3 separate regions of the Sus scrofa genome follow, and all the other regions are linked to region 2. The links are chromatin contacts, called in public Hi-C and HiChIP or PLAC-seq maps. All regions are on one chromosome and are shown on one strand. Each heading gives the region's core, a stretch centred on a gene start, on an enhancer-like site or on the middle of the called end of the contact. The rest is flanking DNA. Distances are from core to core; before and after follow the strand shown.

What was found. A called contact is a pair of places that touch in the nucleus more often than the background predicts. HiChIP or PLAC-seq counts read pairs in DNA pulled down with a chosen protein or histone mark.
Region 1: a contact with region 2 is called in an H3K27ac HiChIP or PLAC-seq map of skeletal muscle. The contact joins two enhancer-like sites. A contact is called at or near these places in 2 of 47 Hi-C or Micro-C datasets (embryonic fibroblasts and liver) and 2 of 2 datasets of contacts at active chromatin or transcription factors (alveolar macrophages and skeletal muscle).
Region 3: a Hi-C map of liver shows a contact between it and region 2, with 6 times the contacts expected there. The contact joins two enhancer-like sites. A contact is called at or near these places in 2 of 47 Hi-C or Micro-C datasets (embryonic fibroblasts and liver) and 2 of 2 datasets of contacts at active chromatin or transcription factors (alveolar macrophages and skeletal muscle).

The regions. Positions count from the first base shown.
Region 1 is chr4:87,970,683-87,974,508 of Sscrofa11.1, reverse strand. The region is part of intron 5 of UAP1 (UDP-N-acetylhexosamine pyrophosphorylase); the gene reads left to right. Among named protein-coding and RNA genes, the nearest start is that of UAP1, 21 kb to the left of the region's middle. Within about 2 kb of position 1,693, at least 7 of the 83 cell types and tissues checked have an H3K27ac peak or open chromatin away from gene starts, as enhancers often do. A contact at or near this core is called in skeletal muscle, where this site is marked.
Region 2 is chr4:87,797,968-87,801,778 of Sscrofa11.1, reverse strand. All of the region lies in intron 3 of DDR2 (discoidin domain-containing receptor 2), which reads left to right. Among named protein-coding and RNA genes, the nearest start is that of HSD17B7, 57 kb to the right of the region's middle. Within about 2 kb of position 2,213, at least 14 of the 83 cell types and tissues checked have an H3K27ac peak or open chromatin away from gene starts, as enhancers often do. A contact at or near this core is called in liver and skeletal muscle, where this site is marked.
Region 3 is chr4:87,949,806-87,954,022 of Sscrofa11.1, reverse strand. No RefSeq gene overlaps it. Among named protein-coding and RNA genes, the nearest start is that of DDR2, 40 kb to the right of the region's middle. Within about 2 kb of position 1,787, at least 1 of the 83 cell types and tissues checked has an H3K27ac peak or open chromatin away from gene starts, as enhancers often do. A contact at or near this core is called in liver, where this site is marked.

The sequences.
Region 1 (3,826 bases), core at 444-2,943, 170 kb before region 2:
CTGGGAAAGTAAATGGTCGGCACTAGGCCTGGGATGGATTTATTAATATCAAGGTGTTGGATTTACTCATATCAAGTTGTATTTGATAAGAGTAACCCAGTTTCTTCCTAAGTTTTTGGAGTAGTAGATAAAGCATATGTGATAGAAATAGCAGATTTGGACTTCAACAAGGCCTTTGACAAGGTAACTCACGATAGTCTTGTGAATAAGGTAGAAATTTGCAGATTGAGGGTAAGGGCAATTAAGGAAATAAAATAACTTCTTAAATGACCATAAACATGCTGATATTGAGACAGAAGGAGGTTTGTCATGCCACATAATGAGTGTAACGAGGGTGTCCTTGGTATAGATCTTTTTAACATTTTTTTTTAGTTGCATATATGATAATGTAAGAGACTTGCTTTTATGACATGATAGGCCTTAATAACACCTGGGAAGATTTATAAATATTAATATAAATATTATTTTTCTAGAAATCTTTAAAAGTATCAGTTCGCACTGAATTGAAGTATAACACAGTCCTGATCACAAAGTCCCAATGAAACTGTTTTGGGCACATTTAACAAAATGATTATAAAGTTTAGAATAAACATGTAAAGATGGCCAGGAAAATGTTGAAAAAAGATGATGATAAAGAAGGAAGCAGTCTATCAGGTATTAAAATAGATGATAGATAAAAAGTAGCTAGGAGTGTAGTGCTGAAACCAGAATGTAATGACAGATTAATGAAGCAAATCAGTCAGAAACAAAGCCACACAGTAGCTCCCCTTGTGGCTCAGTGGAAATGAATCCGACTAGTAATTATGAGGTTGACTAGGAATTATTAGGCTGTGGGTTCCATCCCTGGCCTCGCTCAGTAAGTTTGGGATCCAGCATTGCTGTGAGTTTTTGTCTAGGTTGCAGACGTTGCTTGGATCCTGCGTTGCTGTGGCTGTGGCGAAGGCTGGCAGCTACAACTCTGATTCGACCCCTCACCCAGGAACTTCCGTATGTTGTAGTTGCATCGCTAAAAAAAAAAAAAAAAAGAAAAGAAAAGAAAGAAACAAAACCATATGTATGTAAGAATGTACTTTTTTAAAATGTACATTTTTTAAATGGCATTTCAAATCATTGGGGGAAAATGAATGGGATAACTGGCTAAAATAAAGTAAGATGTCTTCTTCAGAGCTTATACCAGAATCAATTTCAAATGGATTACAAAGTAAAAACCATAAAGATGTTAGAAGAAACAATAATTGTGTAATATTGACACTTTCTGCCAAAAGTCAAAACCATATAGACTTCTGACAAAAACAAATTAAACTACATATAAGTTTTAAATATATGAATTTAAGGAGAAGAGCTGCTGTAAGAGACATATCATATTCCTGATTGGCGACTTTCTATTATAAAGATGTCATTTCTCCCAAAATTAATCTACAAATCTAATGCAAAGTCATCGAAGCCGAAGTCTTAAATTTACAAGCACAAGTTTTGAGAGATCAGGCTGGCAAACCTAATAAGACTCCTCCTGGCTCTGAAAGTAAGTGGTTGGTTTAGTTCATTGATTGAATACCTCCACCTGCTTCAGTACTGGGAGTGTCTGTGCTGTATTGTAAATAAATACCTGCTAAATTGTAATAGATACAAGTGCATTGGATTGTAATTATGTAACTATTGAGCTTTAAAAAACAAATCAAAACTGTGTATTTCTGCTTTGTTCCACTTGGTGTCACTCTTCTTTCTAAAACAGAAACTTAAATTTTACTGCTGAGTTTAAGAATCAGTTTAAATTCTAAATGATTAGAGAATGTTGAACCTGGAAGGGGCCTCAGAGATTACCTGGTCAACCTCTTTGATCTCAGGAATGAGCACCCTGAGTTCCAGGACTCATTAAGTTCCAGGCTCCAGGTCCTTTATCACATTAGCAGAGGACTAACTAAGAACCAATTAACTAAGAACCTATTCTTAGTTCTAGTATTAACTAAGTGTTAGTTCTAGGATTAATTAAGAACCAATTCTTAGTTCTAGTATTATATCACATTATAAAACCAAACTCTTCAATTGTGTTTTTGCTTGGCAGCTCAAGAAAACTTTGAATTGGTGTGCTAACTTTTATGAGCATGCTAAAAATCATACAGGGCTGTAAATGTAACCATCCTCTCTTCTCCACGACCCCTGGCTTCTCTAGGACAAATTCTGTCTCAGGATTTCCTCTAAGACAAATCCTGTTTAGTATTGTGTCTGGCGTATAATGTAGTAGTTTACTCAGTGAATAAATAAATGTTCAGATGGAACCAAAATATGACAAGACTGGTATATGTTAAAAACTTTTATAAATGTTAGAAACCATTTATGTAATCTGCCCTCCCACCCTTGTAATTTAAAAATCAAGATATTAAATATATATTTTTTAAATCACTTAAATCAAGGAGTTATTCTTAGTGTGGTAGTAGAATTCTTTGCAGTACTTTTTTAGTAGGCTTCTGTTTTGGCGAATTAAGTATGTTTTATGGAGTGCCTTGAGAAAAGACTTAGTGGAGTGGCTTACAAAAGTACACAGCTGGAAAAGTAGGAGTGGTTGTTAAAGATCATTTTGTAAAGTAGCTGCAGCAACTTTGGGCCTGGACTGTTATTTTCAACTCAGCTTTTCAAGATTTAAGTTGTAGGAAATTAAGAAGCTTCATAATTTTAAACTGAATATCTTTTCTGTATAATATAAACTGACCTTCAACTTTATGCACTTTCCAAATGCTTTCTTTTGTAATCTAGACTTTTATAGTATTTGGAGGTTCATGGTTGTTATAAAAGTAAACCTTTCACTGGCAGATTAACACTTGGGAAGTAAAATGTGTATTTGCTTCTTTTCATTTTCCATGGCTAGTCAGGAATAGGGGTATATAGAAGTGAATGGAAAATACATCTCTATTCCAGCTTCCCTGTCTACTAAGATACCCACTGTGGAGTATACAAAGTGAGAGGTGGTGATGGCTCGATAGACTAGAATTGCAAATAGGCTCATGATTGGTTTAAATCAATTTTGCTGTATGCTTCCCCCCAGTTTAATCCATTTCCGTGGTAGAAAAGTTTCTTTTCACTGAATACTGTACTCCTTTCAGGGTGGCAAACAGTGAAACTACACAGCAGGCCTGCGTATCCAGTAGCCCAGCCTCACTGAGCTACACACAGTACCTATATCTCTAATTGCTGTGTAAACGTAGTGCTCAACAGTGGCTTTAGTTGTTTGGAAGGGACTGCTCCTGCTGTATTTATTTTAAGGAATCAATTGCTGCAGAAAAGTTTCAACTTTATTGATATAATTCTATGTATACTTTGGATAGACTTCAAAATGGGGACAGATTTTTCAAAATACTCTGAGGCACGCTAAATTATTAATCAAACACAGCAAAAACATCTGTGAATCTTTTAATTGATTCTTCTGCTGGATATTCATATCATCTGAGGCTTGATTTTTATGAGTGCATTGCATACAGTTCTTTCATTATTTTATTCTAAACACTTAGTTTAGGTTGGTGGTATATGATTAGGGTGGGGGAGGGGTGTCAAAATCACCTGTGAGGTTTTTTAAAAAAATTACATGCTCTTCTGTTTTCCTTCTGATTTTGATTACATGCTCTTCTCTCAGCTCCCTGAACAGCCTGGAGTCACTGATATATCATCCAATCACTGGTTTTCAGATTTTTTCAAACAAAATCTAGTTTGCAAAACAGATAAATATGTGTGGGCTTCTCTGCTTGAAGTAGGAGTGAGAATCCCATGACTTGCCTATTCTAAGCTCCCTACCTCCTAGCCAAGTCCCTGAAAAACAAGGAATTTGTTGTATTCA
Region 2 (3,811 bases), core at 964-3,463:
CAGTAACCCCCCTACTGGTGCAAAGCCCAGAATCAGTGTCTTGCCCTTAGCCCAGCTGACTACAAATTCTCCCTTTTCTGAAGTAGCAGTGCCTCTGTTCTCACTACCTCAGCAACTATCAGATGCCTTCAAGTAGATGATTTTTTTAAATTTTATCTAGCTCTTCTAGTTATCCTCAGGGGGAGCATTGCTTACTGCAGGCTACTCCATCCCACTTGGAAACAAAAATTAAAGTTTAGCTTTTACCTTGTTGCCCTTGTGATTCATGTTAACTGATTATACTTTGCTTCTTGAACTGGCTAGTAGGAAGCTCAGAGTCAAATGTGAGGACTATCCCAGCAAACAGTAAAGAACCAAGTGTAACATGTTTTGGGATTTATCCATAGCTTTGAATCGTCCCTATTTTTTTCCTTTTCCTACATTCCTTCACTTATTTGCTTGTTTATTTATTTACTTAGTATCTTATACAGCTTTGGAAGCCAACTCCAATATTTTTTTAGAGTGAATTAGAGTAAAATTATTGAAAAATAAATAACATCTAATCTTTATTAAATGTTACTTCTCTAAGCATTGCTCTGCTCTAAACATTACTATCTAAGTACTTGACATATGTTTACTCATATCTCCTTATAGTATTCTTATAAACAAGTACTATTATTGTCATTAAACTGAGAGGCTAAAGGCTTAAAAATCCTTCCCAAAGCCATAAAACCTCTGAATTGCTTAAGAAAGAGTGAATGTAATATTTAAAACAAATGACCCCTCTCTTTCTCTTAGATATTATTTAGTGATTCCCTACTGCCTCTCATGAAGTGTGCTATGTTCTTTGTATACAGTATATTAAATCCTTACAACAACCCTGCTTGGCAGTGTTATTGAGGGTGAGGAGATTGAGGTGCAGAGAGGCTTAGTAACTTGTCTTGGGTTCCACAATTTGGAAGTAGCAGAATCAAGTTTTAAGCATGGATCTATGATGATTCTAAACTATGCAGCAGCTTCTTTCTCAGCTCTTAACGCATAGTTACCCAGCTGTCTCTATCACTTGCCTCCTTGTTGAAGGAAAGGGCACTCTATTTTTACTATGAGGCTTTTATTAACTTTGTTAACCAGGAGTAAGAACTTATCTCATCTGACCCTCATCTCAGTAACAAGAAATCCATTACAGCTTGGGGACCTCTCTTCTGGAGCTCTGCAATATTTGTTTCTGCAAAGTATTTTGGGCTTTTAGGAAAACTGAAATAATAAAGAGCTATTCTTTTTTTTTTTTTTAAACTATGGAAGTATAGCTGATTTACAATGTTGTGATAATTCCTGCTGTACAACAAGGTGATTCTGTTATATGCATCCACATATCCATTCTTTTTCAGTTTCTTTTCCCATATAAGTTATCACAGAATATTGATTAGAGTTACCTCTGCTATATGGCAGGTCCCTTAGAGGGCTATTCTTATATGAAATTTCAAGTTGGGCAAAAGAGGTCTTGGCAAAATAGCCTCTTTGTATCTATAGGAACCCAAATAATTTTCCTTGGCACCTAGCAAGATCCCATCATGTAGATATGTACCTGCATAGTGATCCAGTCTGAAGTAGCCTGCTAATAGAGCTTGTGGAAAGAAGGGGCCCAAATCACACTTTAATCAGACCACCTTATTCCCTCTCAAGCTAGAAAAACTAGGTCAAGGTGGCCAGGCTTGATGAAAGAGGAACCGAGGATCAGGAGATCTGAACTTCAGTCCTGACTACACTAGTCAGCTGTACATCTTTGAGTAAGTCAATTCACCTCTCTGGGCCTCAGAAGTTCTGATATTTAACATGGAGCCATCAGAGGGTTGGTTTCCTAAAGTCTTGGCTCTAAAGCTTTATGGTCCAGATGTTCCTTTAGGCCATGGACTGTCTTGGGTCCCCCAGCTGACCCACATAACTGCACACACAGTTCCCCACCCCCACTTCTGTCGGTCAAATTGTATCTTCTCTGTGCCCGAAGAGGCCCAGCTGTTGGCTCTCCTTGCCCCAGGCCTCATGTGTGCCATGTGTGTGTTTTCCTGGAAGCTGCATATAGAACACTCATTGACGGGGGAGCTTGTGGTCTAGAGCTAACAGTGAGATGGTAAACATTATGGAACAAGCAGCCCTTTCAGGCTCCCAACTTTGGCAGCACAGTGTGAAAGTAATTCTTGGAAGCTGGGGCCTGGTGGCAGCTGCTTCTCCTCAGCCTGCTTGCCAGGCCCTACCAGAGCTCAGGATGGAGCGAGTTTCCGCCTGGGCATGCAGCAGCCAGTGCCAGTAGTTTTCCACTCTGGGAAACTCGAAAAATGAGTTGGCCTCTCTGTCCAGGAGATTGGTGGATAGCAGAAGCGTCAGGAAAGCACCAAGACAACTCAAAAGGCAAAATCAGGTGATACTTCTTTGCTGCAGGGTCTCTTGCTTTCCTTGCTATTTTCTGCTTTTTGATGCTGCTTTCTATCTCATAATGTGGAGCTCAGAGGCAGATTGATGGGCTCTGATAAATGATGAAGTAGACTGGGGGAAAGAAGGGGACCTGACATTTAGGACTTGAGCCTACTTGGCAGTTCTGTCTTCACTATTGGCTGGAATCCCTTCCACAGAAGTTTACCAAAAATAGACATAGTCAATAGGAAAACCACACTGGTACTGCTGAGAAGTGCCACGTTGGTTGCCCTGGGCCAAGGTTCATCCTGGTTCCAAAGACCCACTAGGATGAGAAAGGCCATCCAAGATCAGCTTGCCTCTTTTCCTGTGTCCTTTCTGTGAGGCCTCTGGCAATACTGATTCATCAAGAAACTTTCCTTAATGGCTGCTTTGCTGGCTCTTGTCTCTGAATTCCCTTTCCTCATCCTTGTATTCCTTGGTCTCAACTTGTGGACCACCAACTCTACTTCATTGTCTGAAAAGGGTTTATAACTTGGGGCCCAGAGCCTTACTCTGGCTTGATTTGGAGATCCTCCACTGACTAATATTCATGTCAGAACTTCTCTTCCTCTCATGCAAATGCCAACAAAGCCCTTGAAAGAGCAGAAAGAGCATCCCTCTCTGGAGGTTGTTGTGAGCTGGGAACAAGATGGCATTCGTGCTAACAAATCTTGGCCCTCCTTGGGGAAAGCACTGCCCCCTGAATACCCTGCTGAGAAGGGTATTTTTTTTTTCAAATGTGGGCTGAGTACCTTCTATGCCCAGGCACTTTGGGAGACAGAGAAATGAATCAATCATAGCAGCTGCTCTGAAGAATTCAACATGTGGTGAAGTTCACAGTCTCCATTCATTAATTCTTGCATTCACCCTTCCACCCACCTACCCATCTCTCTACCACTTTGTCTGCTTATTTATTTGGCAAGTGTGTGTTGACCATCTAATGGCTGACCATCTAATGTTGAACATTTATTTGACTCTATGTTGAAGGGGCAAAGGAAGAATCTGAAATGATTGCTATTCTCAAAATTGCTTACAGTTTCAACAAGAGGTAAACAAGTAAAGCAAAGCTTCTGGTGAAGGTTGTAGCCTAAAAGAACTCCTCCTTTCACCCACCATCATTTTTATCCCTGTACCACGTTTTAGTGTTTTCCATAGTTTTGTCACACTACCTGATTTAGTAATAGCTAATAATAGCTAGTGTCAAACAGCCAGTTTTCCTGTTTGATTATTAAAAGCTAGTATCTTTTGTCTGTTTCCCCTACCAGAATGTAGAATCATTTTATTTGTCATGTTCACTACCGAATCTTCAGAATAGTACCTGATACCGAATCTTCAGAATAGTACCTACCTAGTACCTACCTTATGTACTTATTAAATACAT
Region 3 (4,217 bases), core at 538-3,037, 150 kb before region 2:
ACTTCATAGATAGTTCTGCATATACTCCCTATTGAATTTCATTAGAAGACACATAACTGTTTCTTTGGGATGTTAAGGTTGATCAGTATTTTTAATTTAGGTATTGTCGACTTGATCCAGTCATTATAAAGTTCCCCATGAACCTTTCATTTTATCTCTTAGCAGCTATTGATGATTGTTTCCTAGAGCCATTATTTCTCTTAGGGGTTGAAAAATGGAATTTTTTTTATTTTTTATTTTGTATTTATTAGCAAGAATTATTTGTAAAGAAAACCTGTCATCCAGTTAAAAGCAGTAGAATGCTTGATTCTTTTCCTTTTTATAAGTTTCCAGATAATGAGTTATGTTCTAGCATCACTCCAAAGGTGATCATGAAGTCCTCTCTAATTCTGAGTATTAGTATGCATTCATGGATTTAAAAAAATTATTCTTGATGTGTTTTCATACATTAGTCATTTGTCATTACTGTTGGCCACTGAGCCCCTTCGAATTGTCTCCTGTGTTCTTCTGATCTAACTCCAGTATTCTTTCATACCTTCTTTGCTTTCTGGTATCACAAGAGGTCTTAGAACCAACTTAAATATGTCCAGCCTTACTCTAGACAGATTATTTTTGTATACCTGTATAGTTGTTTCATAAAATATATTTACTAACACATTTATTCTGACACATTCACTTTTCTGACTTTATTTAGGGGAGATTTTCTTGCAATGAAGATTTAGGTTCCTAAATCTAAATCTAAATTCACTTGTGGAATCAAGCCTGCACTCTTGCGCCAAAAAGGGCCTAGACCACATTCTAGGAAGATCCAGTTCTCTCTGAGATGAGAGTGTAAATAATGATAGAGTCAAGGTCTGTGCCAGGAGTGAGTTTCTGGGAGTTGTGGCACCCATACTCCTCTCTGCATGCTCCCAGGAGCTGTGACTCACCCAGTACAGTTAAATTTGGGTAATTCCTATGAAGTCACCTTCAGATGAGATCACAAGCCCTTAAAAGGGTGCCCAGTAGTGAGAAAGTAGTCCAGCTTGCCAAAGGAAGCTATGGCTCCAAAATGCTTTGGTTCCTTTTAATAAGAAATGGTATTTCGATACTTTAATCTAGGCACATGTAATATTCATTACTAGAGGTTCTAGACCCTTTTAGGGAACTGGGTTAGAAAATATACATTTTGGCTTTTTGTGAAAAAGAAAAATACGCCATGAGTTATACTCATAAATTCAATTTTTAAAAATCAGGTACTTTTTGACTTTATATTTGTGTCTTTTTATCTAGGTTCCTCACACTCAATGTAATTATTTATTTCCTTAAACTACTATGAGGGTTAATTTTATGTGTCAACTTGTTTGGGCCATGGTGCCTAGATATTTGGTCAAACGTTATTCTGGATGTTTCTGTGAGGGTGTTTTTGGGTAAGAGTAACCTTTAAATTGTTGAGCTTTGAGTAAAGCAGATTGCCCTTCATTGTGTAGGTGGGCCTAGTCCCATCTGGTTGACCATCCTTAATAGAACAAAGATTGACCCCCCCTGAGCAAAAAGGAAGTCTGCCAGCAGATGGCCTTTTAACTTGAAGGGCAAGATTGTCTCTTCTTTGGCTCTCCAGGCTTCCAGTCTACCCTACAGATTTTGGACTTGTCAGTCTCAATAATTGCATGAACTAATTCCTTAAAATAATATTTCTTTATATACACACATCCTATTTGTTCTGTTTTTCTGGAACTTAAGAAAGACTAACCTGGTTTGCCTTCCTATGTGAAACACCAGAGTAAATAAATGAAGCAATAGTCCTGACGTCATTGGACATCAGGCCGTGAAGGTCAGTGATCCCTGGGAGACAGGAAACAAATGAAGTAATGACTGTCCCAGCTAGCTGTCTGGAGAGAATTTATAGGCCATAGCATAGGAAGGAGGAACCAGGAAAGTTGAGGATATGGACCTGAGAGTTTGGGAAAGCCAAAGTAGCTGGAATTCATAGGGCAGCATACTATGTAGGAGAGAGCTGCACAAAGAAAACGAAATCTGCAGAGGTACTCCTTTGAGTATTCAGGTGAGCATCATTAGTACACCTGTGAACAGAGAGGCCACTTGAGGCTGAGGAAAGAACCATCTGAAAGAACAGAAAGAACAGTACCTGGAATGGAAATCCTCGTTATTCACAGGGTATTGAGTAAAGTACTAAGAAAGGTCTTGCTTAGATTGAGTTCTTCTGCAGCCTAACAAAGCTTAAAAACAAGGCCAGAAAAGGTCAAACTGTTCCATGTAATTTAATGTCTGTTATTTTTATTGCTTCATAACAAAACATGTATTTTCTTAGTTTCTGAGGATTTGGAATTCAGAGAGTGGCTTAGCTAGATGATTCTGGCTTAGGTTTTCTCATCAGGTTGTAATCAATCTATCATCCAAGGTGGAAGTCATCTGAAGGCTTGACTAGGGCTGGAGAATCTGATGTTAAACTCACTCATATGGCCACTGGCAAGAGGCCTCAATTCTTTTGCTGTGTGGACCTCTCTATAGGAATGCTTATAACATGGAAGCTAGCTTTCCTCAGCATGAGTGATCCAAGTGAGAGAGAGCAAGCAAGATGGAAGCCACAGTGTCTTCTGTAAGCTATTCTCAGGAGTGACACAGCAATACTTACACTATATTGGTCAATTATTGTGGAATAATACAGGAGAGGACTGCTCAAGGGAGGCAGATCATTGGGGGTCATCTTACAGCCTGGCTGCCATGAATATAGGTATAAAACTGAACAATATTTTAGCAAATCAAATCCAATACATAAAACAGATAATGTATTATAACAAAATGGAGTATATCCTGGGAATGCATGATTGGTTTAATATTTGCAAGTTACTCAGTGTAAATGACAAATTAAAATGCATTTCACAAAATTCAACATCCTTTCCTGATGAAATGTCTTACTGCACTAGGGATATAAGGGGTAAATATGAAAAATCTATGTAGAATCTATAATTTAATATCACAACAGTGAAAGATTGTGTGCTTTCTCCCTAAAAATCAGGGACAAGGCAGTATGTTCATCGTTGCCACTTCAATGTTGTGTGGAAGTTTTAGCCAGTGTAGTAAGGCAAGAGAGATATATAGAAGGCATCCAGATTGGAAAGGAAAAAGTAAACCTGCCTTTCTTTGCAGATGGGGTGATCATCTACCTAGAATATCCTTTAGGATCTATATGAAAGTTATTAGAATTAATAAGTTGGTTTAGCAAGGTTGTAGGATACAAGATCAATATATAAAAATTAATAGTATTTCTGTTTCCCAGCAACAGACATTGAAATTTAAGATGTTAGTTTCCCCAACTTGATCTGTAGATTCAACGTGATCCCAGTCAACATCTCAGCTAGCTATTTAGTAGATATTGACAAACGGATTCTAAAGTTCATGTGAAAAGACAAAAGGCCTAGAATAGCCAACTTTATCCTCAAGTGTGGACTGTGCATAGTGACTTTCTTCCAAAGAGTACAGTATGACAAGGAAAAAAAAAAAAGAGCAACGTTACGGTGGCAGATGCTGACAAACACCATTTCAAGCCAGATCATCAAGGTTAATGTCAATATGATTAGTTTAATAGTGTGTAACACTGATAGGATGTGATGAGAGAGGAATGTATCTCTAAAGTCTTCCTCTCCAAAATTCATAACTTCAGTCTAACCATGATAAAAATATCAGCCAATTCCCAATTGAAGGACAGTCTACAAAATACCTAACTAGTAAGCCTCAAAACTGTCAAGGTCATCAAAAACAAGGAAAGTCTGAGAAATTGTCACAGCCAAGAGGAACCTAAGGAGAGAGGACAGCTAAATATAATGTAGTATCCTGGATGGGAACACCTAGAACAGGAAAAGGCCTTTAGGAAAAAACTGAGTAAATTTGAATAAAGCATGGACTTGAGTTAATAATAATGTATCAATGCTGGTTCATTAATTATGACAAATGTGTCATACTAATGTAAGATAATAATAGAGGACACTGGGCATGGGGTACCTAGGAACTGTCTTCTGATATCCTCTTAATCTATAAATCTAACACTTCTAAAATTAAAAGTTTATTTAAACAAAAAATCAATTATCATTTAAAGTAATGTCAAAGTGCATGAAATACTTCTGGATATATGTGAAATATCTAATATGTGAAAGATTGGAAACCACAAAACACTTCTGAGTGAAACTATGAAAACAGAAGATTCCATGTTGTGAAGA